Linked DNA regions of Zea mays: region 1 is linked to region 2. A link is a contact called in public Hi-C data. All regions are on one chromosome and are shown on one strand. Each heading gives the region's core, a stretch centred on a gene start, on an enhancer-like site or on the middle of the called end of the contact. The rest is flanking DNA. Distances are from core to core; before and after follow the strand shown. Region 1 holds the start of LOC100382120. Region 2 holds the start of LOC542596 (his-containing phosphotransfer protein).

The links. A called contact is a pair of places that touch in the nucleus more often than the background predicts.
Region 1: a contact with region 2 is called in a Hi-C map of ear, with 3 times the contacts expected there. The contact joins the promoter of LOC100382120 here to the promoter of LOC542596 in region 2. A contact is called at or near these places in 2 of 25 Hi-C or Micro-C datasets (ear and tassel).

Annotation. Positions count from the first base shown.
Region 1 is chr4:55,572,647-55,579,769 of Zm-B73-REFERENCE-NAM-5.0, forward strand. LOC100382120 reads right to left here and starts at 1,904. Exons shown (of 9, transcript NM_001174881.1): 1 at 1,719-1,904; 2 at 1,553-1,624. The coding sequence starts at 1,766.
Region 2 is chr4:55,439,053-55,445,883 of Zm-B73-REFERENCE-NAM-5.0, forward strand. It overlaps LOC542596 (his-containing phosphotransfer protein), which reads right to left and starts at 2,326. Exons shown (of 6, transcript NM_001112131.1): 1 at 2,183-2,326; 2 at 1,945-2,075; 3 at 1,774-1,842; 4 at 521-592; 5 at 234-306. The coding sequence starts at 2,233. LOC103653266 reads right to left here and starts at 6,512. Exons shown (of 10, transcript XM_008680207.2): 1 at 6,460-6,512; 2 at 6,019-6,360; 3 at 5,880-5,954; 4 at 5,751-5,810; 5 at 5,599-5,661; 6 at 5,399-5,491; 7 at 5,269-5,322; 8 at 5,064-5,171; 9 at 4,709-4,954; 10 at 4,354-4,608. The coding sequence starts at 6,234. The coding sequence ends at 4,588. It overlaps LOC103655283, which reads right to left. Exons shown (of 7, transcript XM_008682064.2): 6 at 6,800-6,831; 7 at 6,564-6,715. The coding sequence ends at 6,602.

The sequences.
Region 1 (7,123 bases), core at 654-3,153, 130 kb after region 2:
CTGCGAACAGATATAACAATTGAAAGTAGAAGCATTTCTGTAAAGGATAGGTTCATTCGATATTCTTGTATATCTGCTTGTTGAGTTGGTCTCAACTTGAAATTTATATCTATATCTGTCTATATCTCCTACAAAACTAATAACCTCCACTACAGGTCTATTCCAACACGCAATCCATCCACATCATCCTCTACTAACAATCCATATAATTTCTCATTAATAGTTATGTCATCTCACTAACTTCGATCATGTATTCTGCTAATATAAACTATCCACGTCATCTCCATAAGTTCTTTCTATATTCTTCTAGTAGCTCTGATTGGCGAGCGGCAACTATCCCCAAAAACAAAACAAAAAAAAACCTGAAGAAACGTTCATATGAATATATCAGAATTCAATTGGATGTGTTAGAGAAAACAAACGAAAGCGGTGGCATGATAGCAGGTTAGCCGTTATCTGAAAAAAAATTACTGAGCGCTGCAGCTTCCCCAATTTAATCACCAAATTTCTGACAAGAGAGAAACGGTGTACGGAACTTCAGAGTTCAGAGTCTTGCTAATACGATCTGAGGATTGGGAAACAAAAGAAGAAGGTTTTTTTTGAACGAAAGGCAAGAGGTCTGCCAAGATATATATTGACAAGAAGAATAGCAAGAGGTTTTAAATCAATATAGTGACCAAAGCACTAGGCAAAGGTCCGATCTTATCAGAGCATCTCCAAAAATGCCTCAAACTAGTGCCTCAAATTGAAATATGGGGCTCTACACATGAAAAACTACTCCAACATTGTCTTATTTCATAATTTTTTGTCAAAAAACTATAGGGCACCCTCTCAAGTGACTCAAATATACTACACTGTAGTGGGCTGTCCTATAATCTAGATTTGAGGCTTTACTGTTGGAGCGAGGTGTTTTGTTGGTGCCCTAAATTCTATAAAATATACTTATTTTCAAATTATAGGACATTTTTATAGGTCATGTTGTTGGAGATGCTCTCATAAAAGAAAAACAGACCCCACTAAATAGTCGCTGCTAAATTCCAGACGACCGTCTCATACTTGATTTTGATAATGATTTGTTGGCTGCTCAAGAATCTGCGATCAAAGACTCTCTTATTTCTTTTCTTTCTCGCTAAATCTCCCAGTTTACAAGGATCAATAGTGACCTAATGATTTTCCTATTGGCAACAAAACCAATTTCTCCAACCAATGCTACAGATAGGGGCTCACTCAGCCGGACGGTTTTAGCCTATCAACAGATACCCAACTCCTCCCAAATTCTTTTGGTGAAACAATATTCTATGAAAGGGTATAGCCCTACCTCAATCCAAACGTTTCTTCGTAATTCGTTTGGACGCTTAATTAATTTTAATTCAAAAATGAATAGAAATAAATCAGACGATTTTATAGCGTAAAATTTAGAGCACGGTAAATGAAACGTAAGAGCCTTTAGCAAAATAAGAATCGCACGGCACGGACGAGGATTTTGATTGATTACTACGCACATACGAGGAAAGGCAAAATCGATCGGGAACTTGAAGATGCGTATACGTACTGGTTCCTTGGAGATGATGGCGAGCTCGCCGGGGTTGACGCCCTGCTTGGCGAACTCCCTCGCCGCGTACCCCTGCGCGCAGGAAGCCTCGTCGTCAGATCAGGCGGCGATCGGCGGCGGCACATGTTCAATTGAAGGCACGCAGGGAGAGGGCAGAGGCACGTACCGCCGCGACACCGCCGCCGAGGATGACGTACTTGAAGTGCCTAGCCATCACCCCACACGCAGGCAGGCTGCGGGAAGAAACGACACGATCGCGAAGGGCGCCGACCGACGTGTGGAAGCGGGAATAGAATGGAATGGAAGAGTCGGAGGACAAGGCGAAGACCGCTCACGTTCGCTCAGTTTATACACGCTGCCTGCCTCGCCCTGCTTCGCGGGGGAAAAAAAGAAGGCAGGGCCGGCCTTCCGCGCACTCCCTTCCCCGATTGGTCCCGCTAGTCGTTTCGTGCTAATGCGGGCGTGAGGCGTCCTGCCTCGCCCTGTTTCCACGTTGCGCGGTCCCCGGCCAAACGACGTCGCGTTGCGTGTAATCCGTCATCCAGCTAGCCAGCGGACGCTCCGCGGCAGCAAGCACGAGCAGACACGGCCTACCTAACCACCTCCACGACACCATCCCGGCGGGCGGCGGCTTTGCCCAGCATCTTTGACTCCCGGGCCGCTCACACTTGGTATGGGTATCAGTGCATACGTCACAGCTGACGTCGGGATGCCACTTCACTTCAAGTGAAGGATGTGTTTGGTTGTGGCACATTTAAGTATATACATGACAGAGATGTCTACTAGCGTCCTCTCTCATCCTTTCAATTTTAAGAAATAACTAGAGTCAACACTAGTTATTTGAGAGGTATAGTTAAATTTAACGACTAAGTGGTGTTTGAATGCACTAGAGCTAATAGTTAGTGGCTAAAATTAATTGAGACATCCAAACATCTTAGCTAATAGTTCAACTATTAGCTATTTTTGGTAAATTAGTTAATAGTTAGGTAACTATTTATTAGCTAGCTAATTTCACTACCAATTTTTAGCCAACTAATTATTAGTTCTAGTGCATTCAAACACCCCCTAAGTAATAGGCTTCACTCTTCATAGCATCGAAGTACTAACCAGTCTTGCTAAAAAAAGTACTTCCTTCTGTATAAAAAAACAAGTCGTTTTAGACAAGGTTCAAATCAAACATATAAAACTTTAACTACTAATAACAGTTTTGTTATTTAGTTTTAAAATCTAATAGTCGTATATATAGATTTATCTTAAAAAGTACCTTTTTTGCAAAAATATAAATATATTAAGAATTTATTTATATTTAAAAAAATATTGTTCAAACCTATATTTTAGAGACCACGTCGCTGCTCTAAACGACTTGTATTTTGATACTGTAGAGACTTAGGCAGTAGTAGTATTTAATAGATATAAATCGAAGTCCTACCGATTTGCTTTACCCCAGGCATTACACAAACTTACGACACATGCAAGCTCATATGATGAAAATAAAAAGGGACGCTCATATATATATGCGCAAGTAGAGTCCGATTCTAAAATATATTATCTTAATAACACCCGTCTTTGTTTGGTTTTGATTGTTCCTTCTCCATTGTCCAGGTTCGCAGCATGATACACGGCGCACACGACCGACATTAGTGTAGACAAAAGCCAGTTCGCGCCCTGCAGACAGCGACGACCAACTGAAGATTCCTCCCAGGCCTGTTAGTTTACATGTGCTGACGTACAAGTGGGGGCAAGATCAGGTCAGTGGCACCCAAAAGTGTGTACATGTCTACGCCTCTACGGCAACTCTGATGGGTACTCCAAAAGCTCTAGCCCGTGGCTGCCCGCGGTGCCACTCGTGTTAAGACTGATTTCAACAGAGGCCATGTAAATCGAGCAGTCATTTAAGATTTTGACTAGCGTCTCTGGTTTACCTGTCCAGCCATATGACACACGCTTTCAACAGCATAGGTAAAAAGGCAGCGGTAGTATAGTCTAACAAATAGAGCAGATGGTGTGGTCATGTTCTCAAACACAGAAAAAGGAAATGGCTGCCAGCCACAATACAAGCTATTATGGCTTTCCTCTCTCTTTCCATCCTTTTCGCCTGGCTCGTTTGGCTGTCCTGTTGGAAGGTGTTTTGTACTGCTACAGTAGCTCGTGGACAACTATTTTAGCTTTGCCTGTCCATTTAGCTGCTCTGTTGGAGTCAGTCTAAGAATCCTTTGCTACTGAATGTAGTCCAAAGGCTTCTTAACTCAACACACAGGAGACACAAAGATATATGAGGAACCGATATTCTCATTCATCTATTCTCTTCTCTCATTACAACAAATGGTGGTGTGCTCCTCTATATATAGTGCAAAGTTAGGGTTTCGGCTAAATGGGCCACATGGGCCTTCGGGGACCAAACTGGTTTCTTAACACTCCCCTTGGCCCTCTTGCCGCGAGATGCACATGTCCCAAAACTCCACAAAAACCCAGTGGGAAATTTTTTGGAGAAAGAGTACATGACTCACGCTTGCTGTGTTGCATGATTTGTCTCATTAAAAATCTTACGTGAGAAACTTCTACTTAAACTCACTTAAGGGGAAAATAGTGCAAATCACCTTTTTCTTCATTTAATCATAAAACTATAATTAGGTATTTAAACTTCATGCTCAAAATTCAATTTAGGAGTATGCAAATTTCTCCCCCTGAGAACCACATTTTTAAGTCTTCTATAATTTCTTCAAGTTCAACCTTTCAATAATGGATGCAATGCTTAAATGAAAATTGAAAGTCGCCTAGATGGGGGTGGATAGGCGGAAACTAAAATTCACAACTTTAAACACACTACAAGCCGGGGTTAGCGTTAAAACAAATGTTAAGTCCGGGAGAGAGGGGAAAAACAAATCAACCAAGAGATAGAGCGGATGAACACGGTGATTTGTTTTACCGAGGTTCGGTTCCAAAGAACCTAGTCCCCGTTGAGGTGGTCACAAAGATCGGGTCTCTTTCAACCCTTTTCCTCTCTCAAACGGTCACTTAGACTGAGTGAGCTTTCTTCTTTACTTCTCATGGGTCACTTAGACTCCACAAGGACCACCACACAATTGGTGTCTCTTGCCTTGCTTACAAAGCACTTGAGAGTAACAAGGAAAAGAAAAGAAAGCCAACCAAGCAACAAGAGCAACAAAGAAACACAAGTGATCCTCTCACAAGCCATAATGCGCCAGAGTTGAATTCGGGACTTTGAGTGGATTGATCGCTTGATTTGTGTCTTGGAGTGAAGTCTATTGCTCTTGTATTGAATGCAATGTGTGGAATGCTTGGATGGTTGGAGTGGAGGTGGTTGGGGGGTATTTATAGCCCTCAACCACCAAACAACCGTTGGGGTTGGGCTACTGTCGATGGGCGCATCGAACAGTCCGGTGCGCCAGCCATGTCACCCAACCGTTAGGGTTCGGGCGCAGACGACCGTTGGAGCTTTGTGTTCTAGTGGCATCGGATAGTCCGGTGCCGCACCGGACAGGTACTCTTCACTGTCCGGTGCACCTCTGACGGCTGCCCTGACTTCTGCGCGCACTGTAGCGTTCGCAGGTGTCTGTTGCCATCGACCGTTGTGCCTAGGAGCCGTTGCTCCGCTGGTGCACCGGACAGTCCGGTGGCACACCGGACAATCTGGTGAATTATAGCGGAGCGCGGCCCGGGAAACCTGAGGGTGGCGAGTTTGGAGTTGTACGGTCTTGGTGCACCGGACACTGTCCGATGGCACACCGGACAGTCCGGTGCGCCAGACTAGGGCACCCTTGATTCTTTTGCTCCTTTGATTTTGAACCCTAACTTTGTTCTTTTATTGGTTTGTGTTGAACCTTTATGCACCTGTAGAATATATAATCTAGAGCAAACTAGTTAGTCCAATATTTGTGTTGCGCATTCAACCACCAAAATTATTTATAGGAAACGGTTAAACCCTATTTCCCTTTCAATCTCCCTCTTTTTGGTGATTGATGCCAACACAAACCAAAGCAAATATATAAGTGCAGAATTGAACTAGTTTGCATAAGGTAAGTGCATAGGTTGCTTGGTGAAAGGGAAATAGGCTCACACCTTCTCCTAAATGATTTTGGTGGTTGAATTGCCCAACACAAATAATTGGACTAACTAGTTTGCTCTAGATTATAAGTTCTACAGGTGCCAAAGGTTCACAATAAACTAATACAAAGTTCAAAGAAAGGGTTCAAAAAGAAAGGAGCAAAGCAACCGAAGGCTGCCTTGGTCTGGCACACCGGACTGTTCGGTGCCCCACCGGACAGTGTCTGGTGCACCACCGGACAGTGTCCGGTGCACCATGGAGTTCCACTCCAAACTTGCCACCTTCGGGATTCAGGGAGGCCGCTCCGCTATAATTCACCGGACTGTCTGGTGTAGCACCGGACTGTCCTGTGTGCCAAGCGGAGCAACGGTCGTCCGTGCCAACGGTCGTCTGCAACGCTACAGTGAACAGTGCAACTGCGCGCGCACAAGTCAGAGCAGGCGCCAGAAGGCGCACCGGACAGTGAACAGGACCTATCCGGTGCACCACCGGACTGTCCGGTGGCCCCGTTGTCAGAAGCTCCAACGGTCGGAACCCAACGGCCTAATGACGTGGCTGGCACACCGAACAGTGTCCGGTGGCGCACCGGACTGTCTGGTGCACCATACGACAGAAGCCTTCACCAACGGTCATTTTGGTGGTTGGGGCTATAAATACCCCCCAACCACCACACTTCAATGCATCCAAGTTTTCAGTCATCAAACCTCATACAAGAGCTCTAGACTTCATTCCAAGACACAAACAAAGAGACCAAATCCTCTCCCAAGTCCGGAATCACTCCAAACAAATTAGTGACTAGAGAGAGAGACTTTTGTGTTCTTTTGAGCTCTTGCGCTTGGATCGCTTTTCTTCTTCCTCTATTCTTGTGTTCAACTCACTTGTAATCAAAGCAAGAGACACCAAGTTGTGGTGGTCCTTGTAGTGGACTAAGTGTCCCATTTGATTGAAGAGAAAGGCTCACTCGGTCTAAGTGACCGTTTGAGAGAGGGAAAGGGTTGAAAGAGACCCGGTCTTTGTGACCACCTCAACGGGGAGTAGGTTTGCAAGAACCGAACCTCGGTAAAACAAATCACCGTGTTCATCCGCTTTATTTCTTTGTTGATTTGTTTCCCTCTCTTTCGGACTCGTTTATATTCCTAACGCTAACCCCGACTTGTAGTTGTGCTTAAACTTAATAAATTTCAGATTTGCCTATTCACCCCCCTCTAGGCGACTTTCAATTGGTATCGGAGCCCGGTACTTCATTAAGAGCCTAACCGCTCAAAGTTATGTCGGGAGCTCACACCAAGAAGGAGATGGTGACCGGCGAGAAGCCCGCCACAAGCCATGGGAAGGCTCCATCGGGGGAGTCCGGCAACAAGAGGGAGGAATCTCCTCCCCGCGTCAAGTCGCACCGGAGTGGCGACAAGAAGAAGAAAATGAAGAAGGTGGTCTACTACGAGACCGACTCTTCGTCGCCTTCCACCTTCGGCTCCGATGCGCCGTCCATCACTTCTAAGCGCCAT
Region 2 (6,831 bases), core at 1,076-3,575:
GTAACTTCTGTTACGATAACTAGAGATGTAGTTCTTCGACTATCTTACATGTGCCACTCACTCCATTAACATAATTTTAAGTTCTTCATTGTTACCTCATCATATACATCCTATCCACTAGACCACCTAGGTATAACAAGCAAGATTCAGAATAAAAAGGTTTTTCTCTGAAAAAAAGGCTAGTCTAGTTCAATGTACAGAAAAAGGTATTTTCAGAAGATTTAATCGCATACCTGAAGCATGGTCTGAAACTTGTCACGCAGGTCATAGAAGTTAATCTTCACTGTCTCCAGTGTCTTGAGGCACCTGGCAAGGATATAGTTCAGTGATTTGTGCGGACAACATTCATTGGCAACTCATGAATGGAACACACAGCTGATAAGTGATAACTATGCAAAAAATGCTCATGGCAAAAAAAAAATGTTTTCACAGTAATAACAAGAGTAGTGATAACCTAAATATCAATAAGACAATGACAAAAAACAGCAGTACATGAACATATAAAAAGCTAGGTACTAACCCATCTTTGCTCTTCTGCTGACAGGATTCGCGGAACTGAATGCAAGTGTTCTTAACCTTCTGAGCACCAATACTGAAATGCACGAATATTCAAATCAAGGAGCTTAAAAAATAACTCAATAAAAGAAGAAAAAAGAACTACCAAAGTTTAGATGTCATAAGACTGTAGTACTGATCAAATACATATTAAACAATTTGACCATCCGTATCTGAGTTAACAAGCTAGCCAAGTACAAGCCTAGTAAATTTTTAGAACTCTAGCAAGCCCCACATCCAATACAGAAACTTTTGAATTTTACAAACTGATGAATCCATAACATTTTCATTTGACGCCCTTGATAAGTCTTAATTATTATATCCTTTTTTCATGGCACAATTATTCAAAATGCAATAGCACAGGTGCTTCATATCAACAAAAATCTTAAACACCTCTGCATCCATGATAAGGAAAAACTCTAATATGAAATGATTCATTTACAATTCATGCAACATAAAATGAAAGTCAAATCATCTTGAGGTAGGAAGGACATATCCTCCATTTCCCGTACTTTATTCCTAATCCATGACAATTACAGAGAGGCTGTTGTGTCTTGACCATGAATTCCATATTTAGTATACCATGAAACTAAAGCACAAAAAAATGGGAGGGATTCACTAGTGCCACTTGAGTTATTAGATTAGTGTGTGGGGAGCATGTTTTTCAGATTTATGTCAAAATAACAAGAAAATATATGACAAATCCCACCCAAAACAGATCTGAAACACAAATCAAAATGGAACAATGTGAGCCGATGCTCTTGGAGTTATTCGGTTGATGTGCTGAATGGAGCATGTCTGCCAGATCTACATCATGGAACATTATAACGACAAAATATATGGCAATCGCTTCCTTAAACGGATTCGAAACACAACTTAAAACATGGAAATTTGAAGTTTTCCTTTTCAAGTTGTGTCACTTGTGTGTGCACATGACAAGATGTGTTGGATCCACATCGCAGAACATGACAATTATGGAACCAATGGCAACAGTTCCCAAAACAGAATGTCAAAAACTGATATTTAACTGTTTCGGTCGGATCACCACACAGAATTAATTGTGGAAGCCAGATCAATCATTGCACGAATTTAAATCCCCCTCCTCAATTTTAATGGCACTGCATACCCCATTCCCGCGCTGAAATGGAAACACAACAAATACATTCCTACTAGCATTACACATGCATTCCAAGAACAGGGTATGAACAAGGTAATCACCTTGCACTGCTTCCTTTGAGCTGATGCACAAAGGCGTCAACCCTGTCAAAATCCACGTTGGGCTTCTCCCTGCAGAGTCACAGAAACACCAAACTGCACGAATCAGCCACCCCTCTACAACGCAAAGAACCGATCACAGAAACGGAACAACGAGTGAGGAACCACACGTACAGCAGTTTGGCCAGCTCTCCGATGATCCGCTCGCCGTCCTGGCAGAAGAGCGTGACGACCTCGGAGACGAAGTCAGGAGTACTGGCGTTCTGGAGCATCTGGAGCTGCTGGAACTGATCGTCAAGCAAACCCTAGCACCAAAACAAAGCACAATCCCGTCAGCCACAACCCGAATTCCGCGCCAGTGGCGCCGAAATACAAGAATCCAGAGGTCGTGCAGTGGAGGAAGAACCCTTACCGTGGCGTACATGTTGCTGACGAGGGCGGCGAGCTGGTTGGCGGCAGACATGGCGGCAGCTGTTGCGTCGAACACCGAGCAGGGGAGGAGAGGAGGAGCTCTGAGCTCGTCGTCGGGAATCCGAGAGCGGGGGCTTGGAATGGGAATAGAGTGAGTGACTAGTGAGGGATGATTGAGACCTATTTATAGTGGATTACAGGGGGAATGCGATTCCTGGCACAGCTCAGGGAGGCTGCACAGCCTGCACTGGAACCGCTGCATATTTGGCTTCTTCTTCCCTCTCTTAATTTTTCCAGTTGTTATTTTGGATGGTAATAGTTTCTACTACATTTGATTACTACAAACAAAAACTCTTAATTGTCACCTACCATCTACTTCTTTGGTTGGTGGCAATTTTCAATCTAGCCGTTGCATAAAGAAATGGTGATTATTCAAGCAAAAAAAGTATTTATCATTAGTTTGAAAATTATCTATTTTTCCTCTTGCTAACATGTGCTTGTATAGTTGTACTGTCTATTGTAAACATAAAATTATTAGAGGTAATTAGCTGGTCAAAATTTATTGTATCAACAAAGTCTCATAGCTAGTTTCATATGAAGTTACCAATATAAGGTACATTTAGGCCATGAATGTTGGGTGTTGAACAAATAAATAAATATATAAATAGTACACATGCAAGTAAAGATCTTATTTACCAATAATTTATATTCTATATAAATAATATACTTATATAAATTAACGATCAAGAGATATTAGATTTAGCTACAAGTTTATAAATTGTGATTATTGCAAATCTTGTTCAATTTATGGCTTAACACCGTTCTAACAATATCCAAACAAATTTTTCGTAGAAAACAAAATATTTATGCATCTAATGGATATAGTAACTTATAACAGCGACAAATTTATTGCGACGAATATACGACAAACTATGAATGATTAAAATCCGGTAACGCATAGCATGGTGAATATTCCATACATAAAGGAACTAAAAATAGATGATACTATCAGTTACATATGCATTTTGATAAAACTCTAGTGATGATTTTCTTAGACGTGGTAACATAGTTGTAATAACGCTAAGTGGACAATGCATTTCCAACTATTACTGTATACGACACACTATGAATAATAAAATGTGGTAACAAATGGTGTGAATAAGTATTTCATATGTTGAAGAACTAAAACGGAATAATACAAGCAGTTAAATAAGTTTGGGAGAACTTTAGAGATAATTTCTGGTGGTTATTTGCACCACACAGATAAGATACCAACAATTTATCTCAAGAAGAGATAATTAGAATACTATTGAGTTAATTATCATAATGGTGCAAACATTATTGAGTTGTGCAAAAAATTATTATCTATGACTATGAGTGACATGCCATGTATCATTGGAGCTAAAGAATACAAGAATGAATTTTCTATTGATAATACAAGTAAAGCAAGCACCATAGTCAATCATGTATATGACAACCTATGACAACATAAGCAAACTTTAGTTAAAGAAAATATAATATAACCATATATTTGATGAACAAATATAGTAGATTTATGGCCCATTGCACCTCACTAAAGTTCAAATGGGGACAATACAAACTCAAGGAAAATTATGACATGTGAAATATTTTTTTCTAACCAAATGGGCACATTTAATTTTTGTTAACATTTAGTCATTCTTTGGACAAATAATTCATGAAAACACAATATCTTCATGTAGCACTACTACATAACATAGCTTTAGTAACACCAACTTGTGTTACTATATTTCAATAAAGGTGTTACTAGCTGTACTAGTAACACATCTTGTTTGTGTTACTATATCCAATGTTACTAGTATCTAACCTATTGGAACACAAAATATATGTTCCTTTTTTATAAAAAAGTGTTACTACTCTGTAACACAATTACTTGTTTATTGGAACATTTATTAGTGTTACAATATTTCTCTAGCGTAACAATTTTTTTAGCTATAGTAACACTTTTTCATTACAATAGTAACACTTTGTGACAACATACATTGGAATTTTAGGTACATGTTGTTTGTAACACATGCTTTACCTATTGTAACACTTTCAAATTTCAAATGAAAACGCTATTTTTAAATTGCACATAGCACATAACATTGACATGAATTTATTAAGGGATCATGACACATTTGCACAACAACAAAAATCACAACTTCGAGTAATCACTTGCATTGATTGGAGGAAGGTAAAAACATAGTACTTGTTCACAAAATACAATTATATATTTACACAATGATATGATTCTAGGGAATAAATGTAGCAAGTGGTAGATAGTACAAGTCTGTAAAGGTGGAAATGAAATGTAACTACAAATAAGAAATATTCTTGGAATTCATGTTTCTTGGTCATGTCTCATGCGCATCCAAATCTACAAATTCATCCATTGATCATTTGAACCTGCAAAGAGAATGGTCATTGTATCGTTAATCATTTCAGCCTACTACCTAGAGAAAGCAATTTGTAACATTACGTATTTATAAAACTTGTTGTAGCATACACAAAGCCAAGGCCAAGCAATTGCTACTCCTTTTGCATGGGCATCACCAATTTTGTCGTAGCCAGGCATGGGCCTAACCAAAGGCTCATCTTGTAAAACAGGATGGTTGATTCGGACTTTGTAGAATTGTTTTCCTATCTCAACTCCACCAACACTTTCTTTTGGACTAGAGCTCAGAATGGTTGCATAGGCCACAATTGCCTTATTTGGACGGCTTGCTGTCTTAAGTATCACTGTGGTTCCATCCTACATTGAATTCACAGAGTCATCAACAAGCACTAGTTTATTGTATAGTAACAAGCATAATTTGTGTTAAAGTAATGCAACTATATCAATTGAGGTTATATTTGCTCACCTTAATTGGACGAGGTTGTGTAAATTTTGAATTATTTTGGCCCATAGCTTTATCCTGAGCAATTTTCTGTGCCATGATCCGGTTCTCTTTGAGTACTCCTTGTTGGTTCTTTGTCATTTGAAACAATGTATGAAATCATATACTAAATAATACCATTTTTTTGGCAAATGGTGCAAAAACATGAAGAAGGATAATTCTTGTGTACCTTTGTTTTTCTTCTTATTCTATGATCAATTGAATTTTGTGTGCATTCATCAACCTGATAGAATCTCAAATGGATGAAACTTTGCATGACTGATACATCACATGTTAATGATTTATCTAGAATGGTGTACCTCTTTTTGTCCAAAACCAATACTAGAGCATTGTGGCGAGAGTGGCTCTTCTGCTTGATGTGATAATTGCTTGCGATTTGCATCACCTTGACGCTAAATACAACAAAAAAATCATGCAAACTTAAAATAGTAAACCCAAATATCAACATATAATCTGCTATGAGTAGAATGTTGTGAAATGATAGGAACATCATGATAACCTTTTTGTTGGACATAATTGGATCAACATTGTCGCTGTATTCGGATACACATGTACGGATGTTCTGGTAAATAGAATAAAGGGTGTGTCATGAGGTTTTATATACATTAAGTAGAGAAAATGAGTAACAAGTATAGCAGGAATGATATTTACTAGTGCAACATTTTGTTGACAGATTGCATCTCCATGGTCTGGTTCAGTGCATCGAACTCTCTACATATTTCAAATAACATTAAGGTCAATAGAGACAATTCTGTGAAAACCTGATAACAACAAAACTACCTTTCTGTTGGAATGCACTACATGATTCTGAAGGTTAGCATGGCCAGTCTGAAAATCACCATGAGCAGTCAGTTCCTACAAGTGATATTGAATGTTAGTATATGTTCAGTACACAAAGTTAAGTGAAAGACGTGAGCACCTTTATCACTTCTTCATTCTCATTGTGTCTTTTCTTGTTTATGAGTTCATCAATAACTTTGTCTTGTTTTCTTGCATGCTCCTTGAGTTGTTGTATTTCCTCCAACAAATGTGTGTCTACGTCTGCTGATGATCCTTCTATTGTAGCTATATTTATGTCCTTAAATTGACGTGTTGTTCGGCCATAAACTTGTTTAGGAATTGGAAGCAAGCCCATGCCATGTACTTGTCCAGATTTCTCCTCTCCCAATACTTGATGTAGTGCATCACCTTCCCACGCAACCCTTCCCTCACAATTTTGTGCTAATTCTGGTTGCTTTTCTATAAGGTTTTCCAGCTGAACCTGTATGCATAAAAATCATACCTAATTATCTTGTTTGTAAAGTAAAATTCTTGATATTTTCATATATGATATATACATCTTTGTGTCTAAATAGCATATCACAGGATGATTTGCCTCCTTGACCCTTTTCTTGTGAGTTGCTAAGTAAACTTGTGCTCCATGTGGTTGTTTTTTTATGGGATCACCTTGTCTCTAGAAAAAAACAATACTAAAATGATAAGAAATTAATAGAAGATTTTATTTAGTAATAAAAAATACTCACCATGTCCTCGGACCAACGTGCAAAACTCTTTGTACCCCCTGAATGTGTTGTCTTCTTCATTTGACAACTTAGTTTGTTCTTCTCACTAAGAGCCTGTAGTACAGTAAATTAAGTGATATTGAGCTAGTATATAAACCAAAGAGAGTAGGCCCAATAATGATGCACTATTGTACTAACCTTTCCTTCAGATGACTTCCAATATTTTACTA